2 separate regions of the Sus scrofa genome follow, and region 1 is linked to region 2. A link is a contact called in public targeted proximity ligation data. All regions are on one chromosome and are shown on one strand. The core of a region is the stretch at or near the end of the contact, and the rest is flanking DNA. Distances in the headings are between cores, read along the strand shown.

The links.
Region 1: a targeted proximity ligation map of alveolar macrophages shows a contact between it and region 2. A contact is called at or near these places in 1 of 47 Hi-C or Micro-C datasets (liver) and 2 of 2 datasets of targeted methods (alveolar macrophages and skeletal muscle).

Annotation. Positions count from the first base shown.
Region 1 is chr5:90,727,379-90,733,314 of Sscrofa11.1, reverse strand. All of the region lies in intron 3 of LOC106510428 (a long non-coding RNA gene), which reads right to left. Among named protein-coding and RNA genes, the nearest start is that of BTG1, 85 kb to the left of the region's middle.
Region 2 is chr5:90,481,404-90,487,509 of Sscrofa11.1, reverse strand. No RefSeq gene overlaps it. Among named protein-coding and RNA genes, the nearest start is that of PLEKHG7, 170 kb to the right of the region's middle.

The sequences.
Region 1 (5,936 bases), core at 1,050-3,549, 250 kb before region 2:
CAGGATTTGAAAAAAAGGAGAGAAATGTACAACTTATGCAGCAGAGGAAAAAAAAGTGAAGGTAAATATGAAAGTGAGCTGAGAAGGAAAGAGAGAGAGAGAGAGAGAAAGGAACAGAGCACAGAAGGAAGAGGAGAGATCCTACAGTTCTTGAAAAGAATAACCATTCTCATAAAAATGAGCAAAGAGTGAGATGACAAAACCTCGACTAGATCTTCTGCAGGTCAGCTGCAGTGAGCTTCGCCGTGTTTCCGCCCTGGGAGCCCAGAAGGACTTTTGTCAGATCCGCAACTACACACTGAAAGAAGAATCTAACAAGTCGTTTTGGCCGATTTCTTCTAGCATCGTGTTTCAGGGCATCCTTAGCTTCTATTGAGGCTGTAAGTTTGCTTCATGAATCACAATGGTGACATCTCATAATATTCACACATAAAAATTCCCTAAATCCAACAGAAATAAATGCAAATCCACCGTCAGAGGCTATAGCATCCAGCGAGACATAGGTGTAAATAACTGGGGTAGAACTGTCATTGCTGTAGGCATTCAAAACGGCACTCATCTTAGGGAGGCTAACACCCAGCATAATCCTATAATATCAACATGGAACTTTGACCAAAAATGTCTGGAGTCACTTTCTGTGAAAATACTGGTACTTCGGAGAATTATTTTTAATTTTTTGGCATGTGCTAGACCTTTATTCGGTCTTTTGTTTTCTGATTCTTCTTTGAAAAAACAATTGGGTTTAAAATGTTAAAAGACACCCCTATCTATTTTAACATTGAAAAATACATCGGTATATAAGAGGAAAACTGAATTCTCTCTAAAAAAAGAACATTCCTCATTCCGCAGGAGCAAATCCTGTTGAGTTTGGTGGGTACTTTTGAGACCTTTTAAAAACCATATGCAAACATACATAGTAAAATTACACTCTGAGCTCTTCTGCCTCCTCACGGACTCTAATCCAGCTGCACTGCTCTCCTCACCGCCTGCAGCGCTTCCACACCTGAGCCTCTGGGCCTGTTCCTGGAATGTCCTTTTCCCAGTTGTGTTCAGGTCCTGCCCCTCACCTCCTACAAGTCACTACTCAATGTTGCTTTCCCGTGAGGCCTTAACTCACCATCCTGTCCGAGATGGGCCCCTTGTCCAACACTTTCTACTCTTTCTCTGCACATTTCACCTCTTAACATACTATATATTTGACTAATTTCCTTCACTGTCTGCCTCCCACCAATGAAAGGCAAGCTCCACGAAGACAGGGAATTTTGTCTGTTTTGCTTCCTGCTGAATCTCTAGAGCCTAAAACAAGGTCTGACACAGTAAGTATTCAATATATTCGTGGAACAGGTGAATTCACATGTATCTTTAAAGTATTACAATATATTGCATGTACAGTTTAACAACTTTTTCCCCCACTCAACGGTATATCATAGATAGTTTTCCATTTTGGTGTTTAAAGTTATTTTTCATTCTTTTTAAGGACTACATACTTTTCCTTAGAAAACAAGTACTGTAACCATTCTTCTGATGGGACACATGATTTTGTCTCAACTTTTTTATATACAAAATAACGCTGCAGTGAATGGCCCTGCTCATGTATGCTCTTTGGATCCATGTAATAACAAAACAAAGTTCAGGCCATGAGACGCTGCCTCTTGGCAAAGCTTTCATATATATAATCTGTAATATGCTGCATTTTTGTGTGTATGGATAAGAGTATGTGGTAACCACTTTATGAAATACTAGGTCATGAGCTAATAATTCTTATTCTTTAAATTCATCTAATATTCTCACCATCTGAGTCTCTAGCAAGAGATAAGACATTCCAAGAAACAAATGGCATTCAAAAAGGGTAAGCAGAAAGGAGTTTAGTAAAGGAATTATTTACAAAGGTGTGGGCAAGATTAAGGGAAACCAACAATATTCAGTGAAGCACCAGAGGGCTGGCAACAGTGGGAAGCTGTTACCAGGTTTAGCAGAAAGGGTCAGAGGAGGGACAATTACTGGAACCTAGTGAGACCTGCAACTGAGGAGAGAGCCACTCACGAGGAGCTAGTTCTCAAACAGAATGATGTAGCCACTGCTGACAATGGCCTGGCAGAGAGAAGCTGGGAGGAATAAAGACGTGAACCTCTTTCCCTTCCTACCCTTCCAATTCCATCTAGAAGCTGCCACTGGCTGGACCCCACCAGAAGCCATGGGACAGGAAGTCCCGTTCAGCAGACCATAGGCTGTCAGGACCCTGAGACCACAGCAAAACAGAGAACAGGAGAGATTAGATCAGGGAGACAAGCAGAAAGTATCTAGCACCAACAGTTCCTCTATTAGTCTTACTTCCTCCCTCCACATCTGATTAGCCCGATGGACAGAACCAGGAGGTTCTGATACTCAAGTATCCGCAGTAGGTGACACTGCCCACGCATCCAGAATATTGCTAAAGGCACCAGGATTTAGACTCACAGACAGGAAAACAGCTGGGAGCACTAACTGAAATGTTCTAATGGCACAAACATGATAACATGCTTTAGGGTGTGCCCACCTACTACTAATTTTTAAAGCCGTGACTTCAGAACCAGATAATCTCCAGATGGAATCCATTTTTCTGGTATTTGCTAGCTGTATGCACTTGGTCTTAGACCTGTGCTGCCCAGTATGGTAGGCACCAACCACACTGGCTATTTACATTAACTTAAAAAAATAAAACATTTTATTCTCTCTCTCTCTCTTTTTTTTTTTTTTTTTTTTTGTCTTTAAAAGGCTGCACCCACAGCATATGGAGGTTCCCAGGCTAAAGGTCCAATCAGAGCTGTAGTCGCTGGCCTACACCACAGTCAAAGCAACGCAGGATTTGAGACTTGTCTGCGACCTATACACAGCTCACATCAACGCTGGATCCTTAACCCACTGAGTGAGGCTGGGGATTGAACCCGCAACCTCATGGTTTCTAGTAGGATTTGTTTCCATGGCACCACAATGGGAACTCCCCAAATCAAACATCTTAAATAAAATTTAAATAAATAACATTTTCTTGTCTCTTTTTTTTAGGGCCACACACGTGGCATATGGAAGTTTCCAGGCTAGGGGCTGAATCAGAGCTATAGCTGCTGGTCTACACCACACCCACAGCAACAGTGGATCCGAGCCATATCTGTGACCTACACCACAGCTTACAGCAACGAGGGATCCTTAACCCAATGAGCGAAGCCAGGGATCCAACCCGCATCCTCTCGGAGACTAGTTGGGTTTGGTACTGCTGGGCCACCACAGGAACTCTGACCTTTAGAATTCAGTTCCTCATTTGTTCTTGCCACCTTTTTCAAGAGCTCAGTATGAATGCAGCTAGGGGCTACTGAACTGGATAACAGCACATTTGCTCAAGCATCTAGCCCAGGACTGTCAAAGAGAACTTTCTACATGATGGAAATATTGCAACAGGCAGAATTTTGTTCATATAATGTATACCTTACATATGCAATAAGAACAGTGCATACATTGAACTATTAAGCAGTAGTCCTTAACCCGTGGGCTTGTCTGAGGACTGAAGACAACCATACACACAAAGTTCCTAGTAAACCATGGGGCACAGAGTAGGCGCTCAGGAAACGGTATCAATAGTAATGGAAACAACAACAGAAGCAGCCACACGACTGCACTGTATCCTCTCCCTGGTAGCTAATTCTGGCGATATCATCACACAAGGCGCTTTGCCAACGTGTGAGGCCGCCAGGCTTTAGCAATGATCACACAGCTGCTGCTGAGGCGAGCTGCGTGTCACTGAGCTGGAGGCTCCTTGTTACCAAAGACCCTCAGCGCTGCTGGGAGCTCGTTAGCAGGCTTCCATCTTGCAAGTGTGGTCTTGCCGGCCTCTTGTTGAAAATGCTGCTCTATCCTGACTCTTTGGAATATGATACGATTCCTGGTTTTTTTCTGGTGGTTTGGAATGGCATGCTTTGTCAACATAGTTTTCTCACAGAACCTGATTTTGTTTTCTATCTACAGAGAAGCTGTGGCTCCGTCTTCTGTAGGAATTTTAATTATCAGCTTAAGCTTGTATCAAGCTATCCTACTGCTTCTCTGTATCATGTCAATTGACCAGTTTGAATTCATGTCTTGCTTTTTTTTTTTGCTTTTTAGTGTCACACCTGCGGCTAGGGTGGAATTGGAGCTACAGCTGCCAGCCTACACCACAGCCACAGCAACGCCAGATCCGAGTCATGTTGGCAACCTACATACACCACAGCTCATGGCAATACCGGATCCTTCACCCACTGAGCGAGGCCAGGGATCAAACCCACAACCTCATGTTCCCAATTGGATTCATTTCTGCTGCGTCATGATAGGAACTCCTGAATTCATGTCTTAATGTAACTGTTCAGGTATCATTTAATCTACAGAATATGCTAGTGGTTTGGGAGGAGGACTGGTTTTATAATCTCTAAAATGGAAGTTTTATTCCTTAAGCAGAATGAGGAAACCATTGGTCAGCAAGGAAACAACTCACTTCCCTTCCAGTTGTTTCCATTTCCATGTCACTAACTCCAGAGTCCAAACCACCATTATCTTTTATCTTCTTAGAATCAATTTCCCACCCTGCTTAAGACATCCAACAGCTTCCTGATGCACTTGGAAAAGAATCCAAATGCTGGTCCATGGTCTTTTATCTTCTTCATTGAACTTACTTCTATCTGTAATTATTTATTTGATCTGTTTATTTTTTATCTACCTTCTGCCAGCCTCATCCCTTTGGATACAAGCTTCACACGAGCTCACGGAGCTGCTCACTGCCTGTTCACTGAATGTCATCATCTCAGCGCTTGGAAAAGTGCCTGGTACAGAGCAGACGCTTTCAAAAGGCTTCAAGGCCATCTTTGGGCAGGATGTAAAGAGTAAGCTGCAAACCTCTAAATTACAATCTCACATCATGTTTCCTACATTCCAATGTCTTTCTTCAAAAGCCCGATACACTTAAACAGATTCTTAACCATTTAATGTCTGTGCCATGGCCCCTGGGGTAGGGGAGGAGAGTGTCTGGTGAATACTACGGACTCCCTTCCCAATAATGTTTAAATATGTGTGTATGCAGATTATGAGGGAAGCCAAATATGCTGACATAGAGTTGTCAAAACAGTGGAAAAAAAAAAAAACAAAACCTTCTATCTATAAGTAATAGATGTGCTTCTTTTTTTCACTGCGCCACGACGGGAACTCCTAGACGTGCTTCTTTATCACTGTGTTAAAGAAAAACATCTACTGGAGGATCGGAAATGATTTCTATTGAGGATAGAGAACTCCACATAAGCCATGTTAGGAGACATCTCCAACAATTGCAATGAGATCGGAAAAGAGCTGCAATTTCTACTGGCAATAACGTCACGGGTACTGCTGACACTTCAGGGATTTGTTGCCCTGTAATTTTAGAAACAGCTAAATTTCGATTTGAGGCTAATAAAAACGCAGATGTAGTTTTTCTCTTTCGAGTTCACAGACCCCCTTAATTTCACACTCAGATCTTTCTGAGTCCCTGGGCCCCAGGTGAAGAGGACTGAGAGGGACCATGAGAGACAGCATGTGCTCAGGAGGGCGTGCATGTGAGTCTTGGCTTTCAGTGCATTCTCAGCTATGCAAGTCACCTTGGATACCATCTGCAGCCTCAAATAAGATCCCAGGCCTTTCTTCAGCCACTGGCATTATTAATTTATATGTTCACTTGAAGACACTGACAAATACACACACACACACTAACATGCTCACCCATTATTCCACCATTAAAAAATAAACATAAGGCAAGAAGAATCACCGCCTTTCTACCAATCCTACTTCCCAAAGATAATTGTTGTCAAGAATCTGTTAAGAACCATGCCTGATTTTTTACGTCTCCGTGTCTGTGTGTGCGCTTGTGCCACACATACATATTCATAGGAATGGAAAAATACCGAACA
Region 2 (6,106 bases), core at 1,235-3,734:
CTCAAGAGGACACCCTGGGTTTCAGCCAAGCTATGACTGCCCTGGAAGGTAAAATCCAACGGCTCAGACACAAGGGGGGAGAGTGGGATGCATACATCCCCAATCCACCATCCAGCCATGCAAACTCATGGAGGAGCACACACAAAGCTACTCCAGAAGAACTGCTTCTCAGGCACAGAAATGAAGAAAAAGATCCCACTGGCACTGCAGGGAAACCGCAGTAAGTCAGCACACTCTGGCCACAGCAACCAGCAATGGACTGGCTCAGGCTGAGCAAACCTTTCTGAGCACATGGCATAAGAGCAAACCCTCCAAGGCTCAGGCTCCGTGAGGGGAAAGGATCAACAACAAGAAAACATGAACCCATCTCCTAAATGGTATTTCACGGCCCATCAAAGGAGCAGCCCCTGCATAGAGGCTGGCGGAAGATACTCTGGCAATTCAGATATGTCGCCAGTTTAGGCGAGGGAACACTGTCCATGGGGTCTCTCTACTTATGAAGGCAGCACTTTGCATAACAGATGTTTCCTGCAGAGTCTTTACTTGGCATAATTCTTTCTGGACCCAATAATGAGAGTTACTCTCAGTCCTCACTGAAGGTCCTAATTATTAGGAAGATAAAGCAGCCAATACCTCTATAAATCAGCAAGTAGGATTAGCATGATGGACAAGGAGCCCTCCCTTTGCATCAGATCTCCTGCTCTGCATGTTATATCCACCATCTGGGCTTTAGTTTCTTTTATAAACTTTTTCTTTAAGGAGATATCCTGCGGGTTCTTTTGAATACTCCCAGCCCAATTTTTTTTTCTTTTATAATTCTTAGTTGAGAATTACACATGCAATAAAGTACCCAAAGAGATATAGTATTCCTACTTAGACATTTATACCTTTCAGGGAGTGGAAGATGGTGGTGGAGTGATACTGATTCACTCTCTGTATCAGCATCAAAGGCCATTTTATAGACGTAAAATCTAGACAGTCAAAGGCACGGAGAACATGTCAGGCATAGCAGTGGGATGAGAGCTCCAAAGTCCTGACTCGTGATGTTTAGTTATCATGTTTACTCTCAGAGTATCCCACTGTGAGCCCATGGAACAGCTCTCCAGATGGGGACAAGAATCACAGACAAGAGTGGAAAGAAGCGGTAGTCTGCAAAGAGATTTTTTAGGTCACAAGCAAATGACTAAGAAAGATGAGTACTAGCTTGTCTGGGGAATTATAAATCCCAGGACCTTCAGGACCTGCCGTAATGTAGTAGCTGTTATTGACTGGGTGCTTATTGTGTGCCAAGCATCGCACAGAGAGTTTAACGTGGATTATCACATTGAATCATCAAAGAAACCCATGAGACGGACACTTTTATTAGCCAATTTTACTAATTTGAGGTCCAGGGAGATTAAACTAATTTCCCCAAGTTATAGTTCGAGAGTAGCAGAGCTGGGATTTGAACCAAGGCCCAGAGATTTCACCATACCATTACTCAGTTTCCCACAGCCACCTCCACCTAACTCTGCAACCAAGGCACCACCATGCCTTGAAAAAAATGCCCTGCTCCAGCCAGATGGCACTTCCCTTATGCCCCTGTTGATTGAGCCTTCAGTTTGGTCTGTCTGGTCTTAACCCTCCTCTCTACTGTGGAAATCCATCCTTCAAGCCCTAACTCAAACACCACTTTCTAGCAATTCCATTCCATACAGAAAATCCTCCTCTCGGAATCCATATAAAAGGTGTCATCCATTCCACTCATCAGGAATCTTCATTATTTAAAAATGTAAGCGTCATTCATGCATTCATTCCATGACATATACATGCAGTGTCCTTTCTCCTCAAATGTCTGTCAACAGGGAGAAGTTGAGAACTACATTTTTTTTTTTTTGCTATCTTTCAAATTATTTATCAATGTACAAACTTTAAAGGTCAAATAATGTGGTTCTGTACAGTGGCCATGCAAATGATATGACATTAGAGCCACATCGTAGATTTGATGGCTAAATTGTCCTCCTCACTTATTTCCCAAGCATTTGACCCAGTCTTCCCCAGTATGAGTTCCCTTTTGAAAGATGTTTGCCCTCATATGACCATAACATTCTGTCTTCTCTTTTTCCACACTGAGATATTAGTAACTATGAATGTGTGAAGGGGCATATATATGCGTGTGAAAAACAAGTTTTGAAAAGGCAAAGACATAAGATGATAGCCCATTGCACCTGCATTAAGCAAGCACCCAGGGTGGTGTTACTTGGAGGCCAACCAGCAAACCTGCCTGGGAAGCGAGCCACTTTCTCAGGCTGCTGCTCAGCCTGGTGTGTTGACAACCTTGGGAGAGAAGACGTTAATTGGGGTCATAAAGTACTCTCTACCCCCATTCCCTCTGAGCTGCTTGCTTACAGTCTGAAATCGCTGAACAGGTTCTGCAGGGTTTTCTTGTCCATTTGCTCAGCTTGACTCAAAAGGGAAAGTCCCAAGTTCACCCAACTGTAAACAGTACCTCCCAAGGTCAAACTGGTGAGTCTGCACAGCGGTTAGGGGCAGTGAGGGTGGGAGGGCGCTTCTGGATGTAACAGATGAGAGAAACACATTGCCCGTGGAGTGTCCTGCATGCTGCACAGAGGGAAAAAGTGAAGAGCAAACAAATCAGGAAGAAGAGTGCTCACAGTGACTTCTTATAGTTTTCTGGGCAAATATGAAGGTGGATGTATTAAAAAATAATTAGACTTTTGACCTTTGCTTTATCCACTGTGACTTTTTCTGTCATTATATAAATACTATTTGAAGTTACAAAGAGCACCAGCCCTTGGCTAGTAAAGCTAGATATTAGCAAAAGTTAGTTAAGGAAGTCAATGAACTAGCCAGGGTTAGGCTGTCTTGAGATAAATACATGAAACTGAGCTCCAAATGCATGGCTCTGATATATTCAATTCACTGACAGGTACTGGGCACTACTTTGCACCCTGCCCCTGGGGACAGAACACTGAACAAGTTCAAGCTCTAGTCTCCAGGAGCTTGCAGTAGGGACAGAGTAATAAACATGCACAAGGTCACCTAGACACAGTTAAGTCCAGACAAACACAGAAGGCAAGAATGAGAAGACCCTGATTTTTTTTTCTCTTAAATCGAACTAGAGTTGATTTATAATGATTTGTTAGTGAAAACCCTCTTTTCAATGCTTGAATTTTTAAAAACACTATTCACTGATTTTTTTTTAAGTCTAAATATTTGAACTTCAGGCATATTTTTGCCTTTTTCTAGCTATAAAATCTGAGTCAAATCACAACACCCATTGGACCTTTCGATTTCCCCATCTGTAAAACTAGAGTGTTGGTTTAGACCAGGGGTTAGCAAACGACAGCCTGAGGGCCAAATCCAACTCCAACCTGTTTTGTAAATAAAGTTAATTGGAACACACCCCATGCCTGTTCATTTACATATTGCCTAAGGCTGCTTCCATTCTAGTTAATGCAGTTGTGACACAAGGTTCACGAAGCCTAAAATATTTACTATCTAATCCTTTACAGGAAATGTTTGCTGACCTCTGGCATAAACCATCTCTAAGGCCTCTTGCAGAGGTTTACAAGATTTATGTGGACAGACGAAAGCACTCTGAACACTGAAGATAACCATACAAATGGAAGGAATTATCAAAAGGTGCTTGTTGGTTCCAGGAAGATAACAGTTGTGCTCGCTCATTCTCATCAACAGCAAATATTTAAGCCAATGAGTCTCTCTTCTGGATTCATATAAGAATCAATTAGAGATTTTTTTTTTTAAATGTCAATACCCAGGACTTAGTGTGTAAAGTTTCTAACTTAATTGGTATAGAGTGAGGACCTGGTATCAGCATTTTTTAAAAACTCTCCAGAAAAATTCTAAAATGCACTCAGGGTTAAAAAATGCTGATTTATTAAAGGCTTGAACACAATACTATGATTGACTTTGAGACTATAAGAAGTAATAGTTCTTTAAGTAATTTTAGATTGGGTTGTATGAGCTTGACATATAACACAGTTAATAAAACATACATAATAGTATTGCCGTGTTAAATAAGCTATTTTGGTAAGTGGTCCCCAAACTCAGATCTTCAGAGTTTTACAGGGCTGGAAGCATAGGAATTGTCCTAAGAACTTGTTAAATACATGGCTTTGGCAGCCCAGCCCCAGAGATTCTGATTTGATATATCTGGGAAGAGAGCCAAGCATATATATATATATATATATATATATATTTTTTTTTTTTGGGGGGGGTCTTTGTCTTTTTTTTTAGGACCACATCAGCGGCATATGGGTCTATTTGGAGATGCTGCTGCTGGCCTATGCCACAGCCACAGCAACATAGGATCCCAGTGGTGTCTTCAACCTACACCACAGCTCACAGCAATGCCGAATCCTTAACCCACTGAGCGAGGCCAGGGATTGAACCTGCAACCTCATGGTTCCTGGTTGGATTCGTTTCCGCTGTGCCACGAACTCTGCAAGCATCAATATTTTAAAAGCTACAGTGATGAGTCCATTGAGTAGCCAGGCTTGTGAATCACATCTAGACAAATTACTGGCATAGGGATTCAGAATTAGATAGAGAACTCTTAAAGATAAGTCCCTAAACTTTTTATCTTTGACTCTATAAAGTCTAGCCCAGCATCTAGAATTTAGTAGGTATTTGGCAAATGTTTAATAACTAGATCTTAATTTAGGGAGTGACCAGTGAGTGTTTTGGTGTACAGAAACACCGGATTTAGGGATTTAAGTTTGACCTTGAAAGAGATAACATGAGACTCATGTTCTATATGTTAAATGACCCTCAACTGAAACCTTCCCACCTATGCCTCACTCTACACTGACTACCACCCTGACAAAAACATGGTTACTGGGGGATCATCAAGCCACTGGGGCCCCCTCAGTCAGAATGAAGTTCACATGATTGCTTAAATCTTTTTTTCCAGGAAAAGCTCTTTTATAACAACTGCAGGGTTACTGCCCCATAAACTCACCTTCAGTGTGTTGACACCTGCAATGATTAGACAGGGCTGAGCAAAGTGCCTTTTTACAGTCTGTAGGGAATAGTACCGAAACATAAATAACCACCGCATCTCATTACAAAGTCCTGTATATGCAAAACATACTGCTCCGAGGGCCACAATGAGACTAGCACTTGCCGTGCCCATTAACTTCAAAGGGAAATTGAAGCCAAATCTGGGGCCACATGCTCCCTGTACTTCTACTTAAGCAAGTCAGATGACGTCTATTTTCACATTAAGTTAATTTCTGAAACAGCCTACATGGTCATTTTTGCTCTGGACTCAGTAATTCCCCTAGGCGGCCACCCTCAAGCACACCTGTGAGATATTTTCCACCTACAATTTCTTGGGTTTCAGACCCCAAACATCTCCTTCTTAAAGAAAGATCCTTTGAAATGGCTGAGTGAGAGCCTCCCCCTCGCTCACGATGCGATGCATGTGTCTTGTGTGAGGGCAAATGGCTACTAAAGCGGCCAGAATAAAAACTAAGGTGGACATTGGAAGACTGAGATGATAGGCAAGGAAGCTGTAAAGGAGAGAGTTCTGAAGGCTTCACTGTCTCAATTATTTCTATTCTGTTGGCAAATTGCCCCACATCCATGACATGCAGCTCTAAACTTCAGTGGTTCGGGGCAGGAGGCTATACATAGCCTTCTGAGAAAGAGACACATTCAGAAATCTTACTGTGCCTACATGAGGCTTCTATGACAAAGTAGATCCCAAAGCTATGATTTATTTAGTGAGATGGTGTCCTCTGGTCAGGATGCAATTTAGGCAGAGATGTAGGGAATGGCTGGCAACATGGAGTGGGCTCAAGGGCCTGGGAAGACCCCTCTGTTCAAATATGTCCATACTGATAAGTTAGTGCAACCACCATAGAAAACAGTATGGAGGTTCCTCAAAAAACTAAAAATAGAGTGGCCATATGATTCCAGCAATCCCACTCCTAGGCATATACCCACACCAAAATATAATCCAAAAAGATACATGCAGCACTACTGACAATTAGCCAAGACATGGAAACAACCTAAATGTCCACTGACAGATAAATGGATAAAGAAGGTGTAGTACACATACACAAATAGAATACTACTC